Regions from separate parts of the Xenopus tropicalis genome. Here region 2 is linked to region 1. A link is a contact called in public Hi-C data. All regions are on one chromosome and are shown on one strand. The core of a region is the stretch at or near the end of the contact, and the rest is flanking DNA. Distances in the headings are between cores, read along the strand shown. Region 1 overlaps msi1 (musashi RNA binding protein 1). Region 2 has its middle 7.2 kb from the start of cox6a1.

What was found. Hi-C and Micro-C count contacts between places; a contact is called where the count stands out from the background.
Region 2: a contact with region 1 is called in a Hi-C map of brain, with 4 times the contacts expected there. The contact joins two enhancer-like sites. A contact is called at or near these places in 2 of 5 Hi-C or Micro-C datasets (brain and tailbud embryo).

The regions. Positions count from the first base shown.
Region 1 is chr1:151,682,219-151,690,036 of UCB_Xtro_10.0, forward strand. msi1 (musashi RNA binding protein 1) reads right to left here. Exons shown (of 15, transcript NM_001011470.1): 5 at 5,292-5,333; 6 at 4,774-4,866; 7 at 2,563-2,611; 8 at 2,000-2,082. Among named protein-coding and RNA genes, the nearest start is that of msi1, 9.0 kb to the right of the region's middle. Within about 2 kb of position 3,668, at least 3 of the 11 cell types and tissues checked have an H3K27ac peak or open chromatin away from gene starts, as enhancers often do.
Region 2 is chr1:151,719,193-151,726,250 of UCB_Xtro_10.0, forward strand. No RefSeq gene overlaps it. Among named protein-coding and RNA genes, the nearest start is that of cox6a1, 7.2 kb to the right of the region's middle. Within about 2 kb of position 3,254, at least 3 of the 11 cell types and tissues checked have an H3K27ac peak or open chromatin away from gene starts, as enhancers often do.

The DNA.
Region 1 (7,818 bases), core at 2,418-4,917:
AGCCGACATCCGCATAAAAACGTGAGAGAATGCAAAGTCTTGCATTTAATGCGGATATCAGCTACATGTGCCTGTACCCGAGCGTATTCCATTCGACTGGGTGCAGGCACAGGTAGGAACTTATGGCGCATATTTTCGGCAAGCTTTTTTCGGCTTGCCGAAAATATACGCCATATGCATGGTGTGGCATTAGCCTTAGTCAGAAGCCAATAAACATGCCTGTATATTTTTGGGGGTGGCTGGGAGAACCTGGAGGAATCCCATGTAGACACAGGAACATATTCTTGCCACAAAACTAATGTACATTATATAATAATAATCAAGACAGAAGCATATGGCTTGTATGATGGGAGAACAACAATGGCCCCCTGTCCTAAGCCCATTAGCCAGGTTCCTATTAGACATAGCCTGCCCCATTCCCTATACCTACTGGGCACATTAAAGGAAAACTATACCCCCAAACAATGTAGGTCTCTATAAAAATATATTGCATAAACAAGCTCATATTTAAAACCCTACTTCATCTTGATTAACCATTTTCATAAAAAAATACTTTTTTTAGTAGTATGTGCCACTGGGTTATCCTAAATAGAAATTGCAATTTTAAGTAATGTAGGACAAACATGGGACCATGGGCACCAACAATATATCCTAATATTCTAAAACGTGGAGGAAACTGCAGGGATTCACTACATGTCATTTTACATGTGACTGGGCCTATAATGTATGGGTGACTTCTAGCCAACTAGTTTTCTTGTTTTCTATGGGGTATGCTACATAATCTGTAAATTATATAATATGTAATTTTTAGTGCCTAAAAAAGAAGTAATAAAATTATTTAGCCTACAAAAATAGTAATTTTGCTTATTTAACTTAAAATATTTTTGGGTAAATGTCTCCTATAAACTCAAAATGTTGCTCAGCTTCTGTGTCTATACTCTCTCTGATAATAAAAGCTTTTATTTATACACAGGTGGTTGTGCAGTTTATGCAGGAATACAGTGAGAAAAATTAACCCTAGTTGGGTAAATGACTCCTACAAACTCAAAATGTTGCTCAGCTTCTGTGTCTATACTCTTTCTGATAATAAAAGCTTTTATTTATACACATGTGGTTATGCAGTTCATGCAGCAATACAGTGAGAAAAATTAACCCTTGTCTTAAGCAATGTTAAGCAGTATCACATTTTTACTTATGCCTGTATTTGTCAAGCAGTATAAACAGCACTGTGAAAAAAAGCCATTACACCTATAGATGCCTGTTTTATTCCTTTGCCCTGCTGGAAAGCAGGGTTTATTTGCTAATAGTGTGAAGTACTGTTTCTTTACAGTGAGGAGTTGTGCTTGCTGTTAACCATTTTTGCACTGATTCACAAGCAGTTGTTGTAGTAATAAGCATCAATGTAAGTGTAAATCACATTTTGCTCCACACTGTTAGAGTGCACAGAGGGCAGCTATTGGGCATTTAACCTATTACAGGACAGGTGCCTTAAAGAGAGACCAAACTGAATTTCTTCCTTACATCTACCCAAGTTTTTTCCAACCCCTAGTCCTCCAGTGGCAGCTGGACTGCAAGGATCAGCATTTACTAAAGCCATGATGACATGATGATGTAGACCGATGTGATAGATAAAGCTTGGAGCAAACTGCATAAGATAGCAATATATTTTATTTATATATATTTTTAAGCAAAATAAGAAATATCAATACGGTGTCCAATATATTTGTTAACAGCACCATTTTGCTAAGGATTAGCCTGTGCCAGGGCAAGCACTGCAGATACCAAACATCTCAATTTTGGCATCCACGCAGCTGAGTTGCTTTAGAAAATGAGCCCCATGCACATTCTCAATGGCAGGAGCAGTCCATCTATTGGAAATTAGAATATTGGCCTTTTACTCTGTGCAGTATGCTTGTGCCTCATGACAAGCATCCATACATCCCCTAAGAAGTCTTTGTGCATGCATAAACAGTATGAGGTAATTTACATTTGCCCTCACCATTTTATTGTTGATCTCATGAAAGTGAATATCACAAACTTTCTCCACAATATCCTCTCCTTCAAAGGTCACAAACCCGAACCCTGCATTAGACAACAAAGCTAAGAATAAGGAGGTGAAGGTTAAGCCAAGCAAGCATCACTGTAATGGAAAATCAGTGCTGTGAGAATCCAGAGGTGCAAAGCATACATTTTGTCTAAATGCCATTGCAGGGTTTTGTACAAATGCAAGTGCTAAAAGAACAAAGAAGAATGCAGAACTGCCACTTTCAGGCTGGAACCATGAGCATTAATGGATGGTGGATTAAGGAGGAAGCTGAAAAAAGGGTTTTAAACATTCATAATACATACAATTGAATAGAAAGGTGAAACCTAATTATCAAGCTTATTATCACATTTTCCAGATATAGCTGGAATCTGGCCAAGTTACCTGAAACAAGGGGGGAGTTATGGGCTGTTATTTTATACCAAGAAGGCTGCCAATTTAGCAATATATAAGTATAGGGACTGTAAAGCTCTCTAATTTCTCTCTCTCTGCTGTATTCTCTGGATTTATATACCCACCTCTGTGCCTGTTTGTTGTTTTATCAAACATTAACATGGCATCGTCCACCTGTTCAAAACACAAGATAAGATAGGTGTGAAGGGTTTTGTGGGAAAAATACCTGTCAATGCTTTTACATATTACTGGTCATTGCCATGATAGTAGAGTGAAAGTGAAGAGTGAAAAAGAAAGAGTATTTCATTACTAAGTTTAATGGGCACTCGAGCACATGCCGTACTTAGAAGTACTGTTTAACAGAAAATAATTGAAGATGATGGACCTTATTCAGGCAGATTCATTAGCATTTTACTTTGTTTGTTCTTAAAACATGTTTTCTATACTGCTTCAATTCAATGCTCTCAAAATGTCGGAAGGAAAGGATAAGCCATAAGGAGTTCCACTCTTTCTATATGTTCCTTGGTTACAGGGAGCTGAGTAGTGAACTCAGGAGGGGGTTGGGGTAAAGGACCAAATAGTGTGGGAAAACTTTAAGGTTCACGTATAGGAGTATTTATTGTGCAGCATCTAGGAGAATGTGGAAGGAAGGACATCGAGCACACTTCGGACACAAGGAATCCGTTAAAATTCTGTACTTTATTTCATCATGTTTAAAAACAAAAGTGTGCACAAAAGGCACACTTTTGTTTTTAAACATGATGAAATAAAGTACAGAATTTTAACGGATTCCTTGTGTCCGAAGTGTGCTCGATGTCCTTCCTTCCACTTTGAAGTTATTCCTCCTCAGCTGCGGGTTCGGGGCTGTGAGCACCCGGACCATTGCCGGACTTTGGTGAGCATGCTGTTTCTCAGACTTTAAACTACATAAGAGATAGACTCTAAAACTTGAGCGGCAGGCCCGGGGTTTAAACACCCGGACCTCATCGAACCACGTGGTACTTATAGTTTGTTAGTTTATTATATTGTTTTCATTTTTTCATTTATTTGTTTATTATTTATTTATATTGTTTCTGAGGAATTTTTGTTTCGCTTTAGGGTTTCCCTTAGAGCGATTCTTTTTCTTTTTGTTTTTGCATCTAGGAGAATGCATGTATACTGCATGTATAGTGTGTACAAATGGGTAAAAGTCCAGAAAGTGGTAAAAAATGGGGAAATAAAAATTAAAACGATGCGTGAGGGGTGTCACACTAATCACAGTTATCTGTGTTCTGCATTTTTACAGTGCCTGACAGTTCCACGGCAGGCTTTCTGAGATATATATTTGCTCTTTGGGTCAAAGAGTTTTTTTTTGCTTTTCAAACAAAACCGTTTGGTTCCCTGGAGAATCAGCAGCTCTGGGAGCCCTGTCCTGTTACTATGACTGCAGCTTAGTATGTCCTGAGCCGCAGGGGAGAGGGACAGAGGCAAAAGCCTTTGTGTGCAACTGAAAAGATTGGGGGGAGGGGTGAAGGCCCCACCAGATATCAAGGGGGAAAGTGAGAGGGAAAGAGAGAAAGAGAGAGAGTAACAAAGAGTAACGTGAGACAGCATAAATAAGAATATACAGAGACAGTACACATATAAATATATACATAAATATATATTTTTTTAGTATTTGAAACAAACAGAAGGTTTTCTTATAGGTTTAACAGATAATCCATTTACTGAAATGAATCTGCTGAGCCTGTGCAGGTGACACATTGTCTACCATGCTTATATGCAGTATAGTGTGCTCCTGTCATCTCGGTTTAGTGTCTGAATCCCCCTCCCCTAAATGTGGCAGATAATCTGCAGCCGCTTGGAAAAGAAATCCGAGTCATCCAGTGATCTGTCCAACCTCCTAATTAAATGGGGATCTAATCGCCTTATAACGAGAAATCTTTATGAGGGGTCTTATTTGAGAAAGGTTCACCCTCAGGTGCCATGGGAAGGTTGGTAAACCCTGTACTAATCTGATTAGCAGTAAACTTCATGTGGCAGACTTATAGTTCTGGTTATATTCTTATCCCCTAAAAGAGCCATTCCTAAAAAATCTCCAGTACTGGACTTATGTGGCAGCATTAGTAATTCTGGTCACTTCAAACATGTTTTTCTAATTAAGGTTCTGTAAAAATGTGTCCAACCTGATGGCGAGATGTGTCCCTGAGACTTCAGCAACAGAGCAACAGGCCTAGACTGCTTCTTTTCTTCACTATAAAGCATAATCTAATGAGCTGCCTCTCCCTTATTCCTAATGTTGTCTGTACACTGTGAGATTATATATTTTGCCCTATTAATACAGTTATCACACTTACCTTCCCAAACTGCTCAAAATATTGTTTCACATCTTCAACTGTTGTGTTAACTGACAAGCCCCCTACAAAAATCTTCTTTGTCCGTGTTACCATCTGTAATACATTTGCAGCATTATATTAGTGAGATTTCTAACTCTTAGTGAAGCTAGCAGGAGAGCAGAATATATAACTAACAAAAAAAAAGTGGTACCAAGTAAGAAACAGGGCCATTAATATTAGCTAATGAAAATAAGCCTTATACAAGGTTCCTACAATCAGCCCCTGATTACCAAGATACTAATCTTCCTTGCACCAGGGACACCTTCTGTCAACAAACTACTTAAAGGAATTAACCCAGTTTTGTGGGTGCCTTCAAGGCCAATTTCTGATTCACCCATTAGCTGCTGGTCTTAATCTGTTTTCTTTTTTTTCAACAGCTATATAATATTTCCAAGTCTTTTGGGCACATATTGCTTACTTTTAAGAACATTTTTTCTATTCAATCTACAAATTTGAAAAGTTTAGAACCATTTTCTCACCTTGGGTTGAGCTCTCCGAGGAAATGCTACTTTTGGGTCAATCTGAAAGACATAATATCAGCTACATGTCAAAGTCAGTGCTACAAATGCTGAGGCAAGGAACTGAGTGTAAATCCAGAAAGTTTTATACAAATGAACATTTTGGGAAATTAAACATTTTTTGACACAAAAAATATTGTGATATGGGTACAGACTTACAGAAAATGAAAACTTGCGCAACAACACACATGTTGCACAAGTAGTCCCTAAAAATTACGTCAATCTGTAATTTAATATAAAGGCCTCTAGAAGTATTTTATTATTATACAGGAATATAAAGGTGGCCGAGTGCAGGCAGACTGCATAGTGTACTATAGTCAGGGGTCCCCAACCTTTCTTACTCGTGAGCCACAGTCAAATGTAAAAAGACCTGGAGAGCAACACAAGCAGTTCATGGAGGAGCCAAATAAGGGCTAAGATTGGCTATTAGGCAGCCTCTATGCCCACTATCAGCTTACAGGGGGCTTTATTGGTAGTAATTCTTGTTTATACTCAACCAAAACTTGCCCCCAAGTCAGGAATTCAAAAATAACTACCTGGTTTGGGGGCACTGAGAGCAACATCCAAGGGGTTGGCGAGCAATGTGTTGCTCACGAGCTACTGGTTGGGGATCACTGATCTAAGTCAACCACTTGATGATGACATATGAATGTGTATGCAGTCATCAGCTGACCCTACTGCTTGGGGCTCCCTGTAGTCTTATTGTTTGGCCCAACTCCCAGATGATTAGATCTGTGCAATTTATATACAAATTTGATTGTAGTAGCTAGGGTGAACAACCAAATCTGTATTGTGTGATTACCAAAAGGTAATACAAATAAAGAAATCGGAGTGTCTAGAGACAGGTCCAAACTGCTGGCTTGCAGATACTCCATGATCTTCTTGCTCAACATTAATTCAAGCAGATGGAAAGCCTCACAATATAAGGGCATCAATCACAAGTCAAACAATAAAAAAGTGTTCACACTGTTTTATACAACTCGCAACATCCTTGAAGCTGCAGTAGTTATTAAATTACAGCTTCCATCCTTCCTAAAACATGTAACTTCAACTTTTGTAGTGCAACCTTAAGACTGCAACCCTCTACTGCTGTAGAACCAGGAAAGTGATGTTGCTAGCTAAATCTTCCAGAGAACTAGTGATTGTTCATTCCTAAACTAGAATTTCCAGAATCTTCAGACCTGCAGCCCAACAACTGCTGCAAGACTGCCACTATCAGCCAAACTTGTAGCTGCCCAGGTGCTGAACTACAACTTCAATAATATGCTAACTTTTTAGCCATTTAGTTGTTTTAGAACTAAAACTTTTACCATTCTCATGCAGCAGTCCTTTGTCTCTTGTAATAATGCAACTCCCTGCACCCTAAAGCCTTGTTGCCCCCAAGTTATTACTGAACCACAGTTTATAGAATTCAGGCATTTTAGGCTAAGAACTGCTGAAAGGACCAAATGTATTTATCTTATGTTGGCAAAATTAAATCTTTTAGAACCACAAAAATATGAAGCAAAAAAAAACAGTTTGACTTGAGTGCATCCTTGGATCAAACTACAATGAAGAAACATCCATCGTTCTGCATTTTATAATCAGGCAATACTTCTGGGTGTGGCTATTTTCTATAAGCTGTATAAGAACATAAAGACAATTTTTATAAAAAGTCTTAGTATGGAAGCCAGAAAAGTCCTTCCGCTGACTAGTTTAGACAGTGAACTTAATGTTGAATAGAGACCCTAAGTCCTATTTAGAAGTTCTTCATTATAATGTTACTGTATTTAATAAATGTACCTCACACTGAAAAAAGAAGTTTACACAAATAAAATTCAAGCTAAGTGGAGGTATCACAGGTGAAATATATAAGGTTCATACACTGTCTAACTCTGGAACCTGCCCTGAACAGAAAGAAACTAGGAAAGGTTTGTGCTTCTGGGCATCAGAGAAAAGAAATGAAAACGGGAGATAGGTTATCTCAACAATACCCCTTTGTCATGCATTCCTCTCTGCTATGTCAGCAAAGGCCAGGAAGATGCTATTAACACAGAAACCTGCAGCTCAGCTTTGAGCCAGGGAAAAAGCACCAATTTCACATTACGAAACACTGTCACTATTGTTGCTAGTAAATGGCACAGAGAAACGCAGCACAAGCACCTGTGGTAGCGAATGACCAAGCCACGAAGCAAGAATAACGATTGTCAGACACAGATGAGATGTTACGAAAAGACTGTATAATCCTAATATGTAATTTGGCAGTTCTCTTTGATAAATATAAACAGTGATAAAAGCATACCACAATCTAAGCAAGCATGCCACAATCACTCTCAACAACTCAAGCAGTCAAAAGATTGAGCATCCACAGCTCTGATATAAACAGCGCAGACAAACCCAATCGGACCCATATAAATGGGCAAGCAATGCCAGGCTCACGAGCAAACAGCGTTCAGACAGCAAATTTGTCCAATCATGCAAAATCACATCCAAGCAGCAACCCACCTTT
Region 2 (7,058 bases), core at 2,004-4,503, 37 kb after region 1:
AATTTTCTATTTGCAAAATGCTTTGTGTATTCATTTCACTAGGAACCCCACAAGGGCTTACATGAAGAATTAAACTTAAGACTAGCAAATGTAAGCCAAGTGAGAAAAGAATGTTAATTATGTGAAAATCTATTACTGCACTCCATAAATGCAGAATCTAAAAAAACTGCAATTTAAAGAAGCCAATAAAAAATTCCATGTGCATGGATAAAGGCTCTAAAAACAGAGGGCATGGAATTAAAGGGGTAGTAAGCAACTTTTCAATTGGGCTTCTCTTTTTACTGGTTATGTTTTATGTATAATTAACCTTTCTTTTTCTGGTCTGAAACTAAAAATGTTGTGTGGTTGTTAGGGTCACTGACCCTGGCAACCCAAAAACAGATTGATTATTAGACTTCAATTTTATTATTTTTAATTTGTTGTTGTTCTGTTAAAACTCTCTACTATTCATGTTCCACTTAAACTTTCTAACTGCTGTCTAATTGCTACAATAATAAAGCCACAAAATGAATATGCAATTCAAAATATGAGTTAAAATCACAAGGTATGCAGACCAGTTGCAAATTGCCTTAGAATACCACTGTGTCAAAGTTATTTTAAGGCGCACTATGCGTTTAAGAATTAAAAGATTATTTACTACATTAGTAGATGAGGGCCATGAGAACACAGACATCTGCAGATTCTACATATTTAATTTAGGTGTAAAAAAAAGATATTTAAGAGAAATTTTGTTATACAGGTATGGGATCCCTTATCCGGAAACTCGTTATCCATAAAGCTCCGAATTACGAAAAGCCTGTCTCCCATAGACTCCATTTTAATCAAATAATTCAGAATTTTGAATCTGATTTTCTTTTTTCTCTGTAGTAATAAAACAGAACCTTGTAATTGATCCCAACTAAGATATAAATAATCCTTATCGAATGCAAAACAACCCTATAGGGTTTAATTAATGTTTTATTAATTTTGTAGTAGACTTAAGGTATGGAGATCCAAATTACGGAAAGACCCCTTATCCAGAATACACTTGGTCCCGAACATTCTGGATAACGGGTCCTATACCTGTACACATAAGTAAATTCTATTAATGCCACTAGACATGCTGACTTAGACGCAAGGTACTTAAATTGCACCAAGATAAAGACAGCAGAATATAAGAGTTATCCAAATTCTGGAATTTCTTTTTTAGATTTGGCCAAAAGAAACCTAACCCTTGTAGTCATGCAAATCCACCTCACTAAGCAACTGCAGTTTTGCTGATTATGATCAAAATATGCAACTAGCATATTCTATGTGGAGTGTTTGTCCAGATTCAACTGTGGACTGGATGTCTTTTGAAGTTCAAAGACTTTCCAAGGCAAGTGTTTTTTGAAACTTGAAGACCAGATTGGCATTAAAGAATAATTTAATTTGATTAAAAGAGTGCAAAGAGATAAAAATAAGGAAAAAGGAAGTGGAAGCAGGTGTGTTATTCAATGTAACTACTCATGAAAATTTAACTCTGAACTTCGGACAGTTCTTGACAACATTACTATATAGAATAATAATTACAAATAAATCCATTTGACAAAACAAACAAGGTACTTGTTAAGGCTAATAGTATGTTTCGCCCTTTACAGAAAGAAATTTTGACAGTAATAATCCTTTGGATCAATGACCTTGAGCTATCACCAGCTTTATGAAAATAAATTGTGTACAAGAGATAAAAACCCACTACCTACCCTACATTGTCTACCCCCAATTGCCAGTGGGTTCAGTGTTCAAAGCTACTTTCAGTTGAGTATTGGTCAACCAGAAGTCTGTTTTGTGATGGCTTATCTGTGGCATCATTTGCACAAGATGATCACAGAATTCTAAAACACAATTATGCACTCCTGGTGCAACTTTCACCTGTGATGCAAACTCTGAGATGCTTGTCAATTCACCTGCTTATGAACATCATTTTGGGGGGTCTGCATGCCACCCCCCCCAAAAAAAATTCCAGCATTTCAACTCAGAAGGGCAATAAGCAAGGAATAGTACTTTAGTGTGGACTTATAGAGGAATTAAATGCCCCCCTAAACTGAAGCTAGAAACTATGAAATCAACATAATTCAGAATTGCAGTCTTATTTCAGTAGAATTTAGAGCAAAACTGAACTGACTTTTTGGAATCATGTTTTTTGGTTTTCAGCTTTTTATTAGGTATATTTCTGGACCTTGGCTGGGGGCCTACTGCCTCTGCTCTTGGACTCTTTCTATGGCTGTCTGGGTGTTCAGGTATGTGCTTATGCATGTATAAGTATATTTATCTTTATAACTGGTATATAAGCTGGCTTCTCTCTACATGCAATTACTGCAGATACCTGCTGTTACTTGAACCACTGCAGCATTAATAAATAATATTTATATTGCAACTCAGGATACCTCTAGCATGTTGATTTCAAATATTGTCAAATATCATTATCTCTAAAAAAAAAACCCACTAGGATTCAATCAGCAATAAGTTTTGATCAGTCTGCTGATGGTAGCATAGAAAGTTAATGTGGCAAATGTAGAAATGTGGCATAAAAGTTTTGCAAATTTACAGTTTCCAGTTTAAATAGTTTCAATAAAATAACTTGGGTTGCTGCCAAAACAATACAGCAATACAGCCAACAGTAAAAATAATCAGTAGTCATGAGGTGAATATACAAATACAGTTACTTTGACATTATGACCTTCAAAGAAATCTTGATATTAGCAGTCTAAAACTGATTAAATCTAAAAAACCACTACAAACAGAAAATTGCTTAGGGGACAAATCTGCTTAAGTTTATGTCAATCAATTTTTTGGGTTCAGATCCCCTTTATCTAGCTTCTTGGCAATGAAGGAAAATTGTACCAGTGAGTTAGATGAAGCACCTCCTAGGCTGTAAAAGCATACTGTTCATGATTAGTAAAAGTATCCCTAAGCAAAGTAAATGCCAAAAGGGATAGACATTTTTAGCAGTAATGGAATGTAGCTTCTGGACTTCACTGCAGTCTCAATGTGAAGCCTCTTTTCACAGGCCCTGGCATTTTAAGTACACAGAGGCCCAAATAGCCCCCCACCAGCCCACTAAATAGTGAATGTCTACGGCATCTTACAGCAGCTCCTCTGGCATTTGCCAGAAGCCACAGATTGCCAGTCCAGCCCTGATAGTCAGTAAAGAAATGTGATGTATTGTCAGCAGGAGTCCTTGTGAGTTCAGTATTGCTTCCTCTGCACCGCCCTGTATAAGTGAAGTGCTCTTCTATACTGAAAGCTAAAGCATGATTAACACATGAAAGGATCTTTCTCCTATTCACCAGTCCAACAATTATAGAAAGGCAAGACCTGAAAGCAGCACTTTATGTGTATTCTCAAGTTGTGTAGCGAGGCCCATCTTAGGGGCAGAGATGTTCATTAAACTCAGAAATGCAGAGTTTGTCCATCTGAGACACTTTTCTGGTATGTTGCTCAATCCCTTACAGACTTTGCATTTTGTTTCTGTAAAACAGTATCAATTTATTTTAGACAATGAATGTGATCTCTTTGTGGGAGATGAGAAGTTTGTGGGATGCAGAATACTGCTTACAAACCCAGTCGTAACTGCTGTGCATTCTATCCTTCATAAGCATATAATAAGCCTTGCACATGTCTAATATGTTTGGCTAGGTTGTTTTAGAGGTGCACTTTCAAATAAAGTAAAAATCATGTAAAAGTCACAGAGCTTGCATCATGCATCAAACCATAGCCACCAATGAGCAGAATGCCTTACTGGCCATCCATTTAAAAGCAATTAGGCAGCTTATCTGCCCGTGTATGGGCATGAACAAGGGGCTTGCCCGACTGACATCTGGCCTGAAATCAGGCAGATCTCGATGGGGCGGGTTTGACTTTTCTGTCGGATTGGGGACTGCATTGGCTTGTTTAATTCGGTCCCTGAACCGATGGCGCCCCAGGGTCAAACAACCGAACTAGCCCGATATTGGCCACCTGTAGGTGGGGATATCAGGAGAAGATTCGCTCGCTTGGTGATCTCGCCAAGCCAATAGATCTTACCGTGTATGGCCACCTTTACAGTTCTAAGGGCAGCAAGACTGCCTGATAGTTGCTGGCACAACTCCCCAGAGAGATGTAGGAAGCAAGTGGGCAAAACACATGGTCCCAGGTTACGATTTTTCTTTACCTAATAGCCAATTTTAGTGCAATCTGGCAAATTATCGTAAGGTTAGTGGACATCACAAACTATACTCATTAACTAGTGAAACTGCAATTGTGGTCTCACAAGTTTGACACAGCTGATGCTCAAATGTGTAACTTTTATTAAAAGTACTTGCATCCAAATCTGCTGCTGCTTGCACTTTCATACAGTTACAATTGGTGCTGCAGCATCTGTCCCATCTAGTTCCAAATTAACTGCAGGGGAACCCTGCAGCTCCGTGGTTCCAACAGTGGCCTGTGTCAATAAACACAAATCAGAAAGACCAGAATATAAGATTTATACCCTAAGCTGCCAGCAGGAGAGCTGTTAAAATTGCATTGGTGAAATTTTACAGAAATTCATAATTTCCCATATAGCTCTATGGGGCAGGGACCTCCATCCTCTTGTTGCCTTTGACTCTTAACTTATTGCAACTGTTACTGGATCTTGTATTTATTTGTATTTATTGTTATACTTTGTATTTATCTATTATCTTATTAACCCCCTGTTTGTATTAATGTATTCTACTGTACAGCGCTGCGTACATAAGTAGCGCTTTATAAATAAAAATATACATACATACATGTGACAATCTATATATGATCTGTAAAAAATACAACTTTTAATGATTTGCAATATAAGTCAACAGGCGCTCAAACCTTAATATTATTATTTTGCTATAAATCAAAGAGTACTGACACCACTTGGAATACAGTTGATAAACATACCTTAGGTAAATTTAGTCCTAGAAGTGTATTCCTGAAAAGAAGAGTGACACATGGTGGAGAAAAGTGGATCTACAGGAAATGACTGCATTCACAGAAAGAAAAGCATAGTATGGAGGAAGAAAGCCCATAAATTAAGAAAAATAAACAGAAAAACACACTTTTACACTAACACACATTTCTGGGGGAAAGGCATTTTGTTAATTTCACTTTTTTTCAAATAGTAAAGCAGAAATAAAGACTTTTTTGAAATTGCTTTCTATTTTTTCTTTTGACCGTTTTTCTAAAAAACGGTCAAAAGAAAAGCTGATGCTACAAGTCTGATTATTAAATCCTGATGCTACTTAAACTGGCTATGGAGATGTAATGAGAATCTAAATTAATACTAATCAGCTTTGTATAATGGCATTTATATTCTATATATACATACAGGGATTCGGCCCCTAAACTAAGGTAACTGACAGCAGCACAGAGCATATGCTATTAATCAGCAAAAAAGAAGATAGGAGTTGCTGTGAGCATTTTAGAGGCACAGATTTCATGCTAAGGGCATGTAGTCAGGCCCGGATTTGTGGCGAGGCCACAAAGGCCCGGGCCTAGGGCGGCTGAAATTTAGGGGCGGCTTCTTTCCATTGCTCCGTATGGGAGATTAAATGCCCGCGCATGCGCAATTGCGTCTGGCACGGCACGGGGGTGGTGGGTTTGTTTGCGCATGCGCGGAGGGGGCGGGGCGCGAATGGGGGGCGGCCTAGGGACGCCCAGGTTTGAAATCCGGCGCTGCATGTAGTGTCCTTGGGCTGCTACAGAACCCCCAAAAATAGTTAGTAGCATTTTTAAATCACATGATCAGAAATAATGCAGCTCTAAGTGTAACAGGAAGAAGTGTGGAAGCAAAAGGCAAAACTCTGCCCATTAATTCGCTGATGGGGCCTAGCTTGCCAAGTGCCTTGGCTTGTTTGTGTGAACTGGGAATCCTATGGTCCTATGATATTTAGAAATACCCAATTTGCCTGAAAAAAATGTTTTATTGCCATTGTGAATACCTTTTGTTTGTTATTTCAGTGTTTTTATTACATTTTCTGTGATTTTGGTGCCTTTCTAGTCATTTTATTGCGTTTTAGCCATTTTATTGCATTTTCAGTTATAAGGCATACAGTGGAGGAAATAATTATTTGACCCCTCACTGATTTTGTAAGTTTGTCCAATGACAAAGAAATGAAAAGTCTCAGAACAGTATCATTTCAATGGTAGGTTTATTTTAACAGTGGCAGATAGCACATCAAAAGGAAAATCAAAAAATAACTTTAAATAAAAGATAGCAACTTATTTGCATTTCATTGATTGAAATAAGTTTTTGAACCCCTACCAACCATTAAGAGTTCTGGCTCCCACAGAGTGGTTAGACACTTCTACTCAATTAGTCAACCTCATTAAGGACACCTGTCTTAACTAGTCACCTGTATAAAAGACACCTGTCCACAGAATCAATCAATCAAGCAGACTCCAAACTCTCCAACATGGGAAAGACCAAAGAGCTGTCCAAGGATGTCAGAGACAAAATTGTAGACCTGCACAAGGCTGGAATGGGCTACAAAACCATTAGCAAGAAGCTGGGAGACAAGGTGACAACTGTTGGTGCGATTGTTCGAAAATGGAAGGAGCACAAAATGACCATCAATCGACCTCGCTCTGGGGCTCCACGCAAGATCTCACCTCGTGGGGTGTCAATGATTCTGAGAAAGGTGAAAAAGCATCCTAGAACTACACGGGAGGACTTAGTTAATGACCTCAAATTAGCAGGGACCACAGTCACCAAGAAAACCATTGGAAACACATTACACCGCAATGGATTAAAATCCTGCAGGGCTCGCAAGGTCCCCCTGCTCAAGAAGGCACATGTGCAGGCCCGTCTGAAGTTTGCCAATGAACACCTGAATGATTCTGTGAGTGACTGGGAGAAGGTGCTGTGGTCTGATGAGACCAAAATAGAGCTCTTTGGCATTAACTCAACTCGCTGTGTTTGGAGGAAGAAAAATGCTGCCTATGACCCCCAAAACACCGTCCCCACCGTCAAGCATGGGGGTGGAAACATTTTGCTTTGGGGGTGTTTTTCTGCTAAGGGCACAGGACAACTTATTCGCATTAAC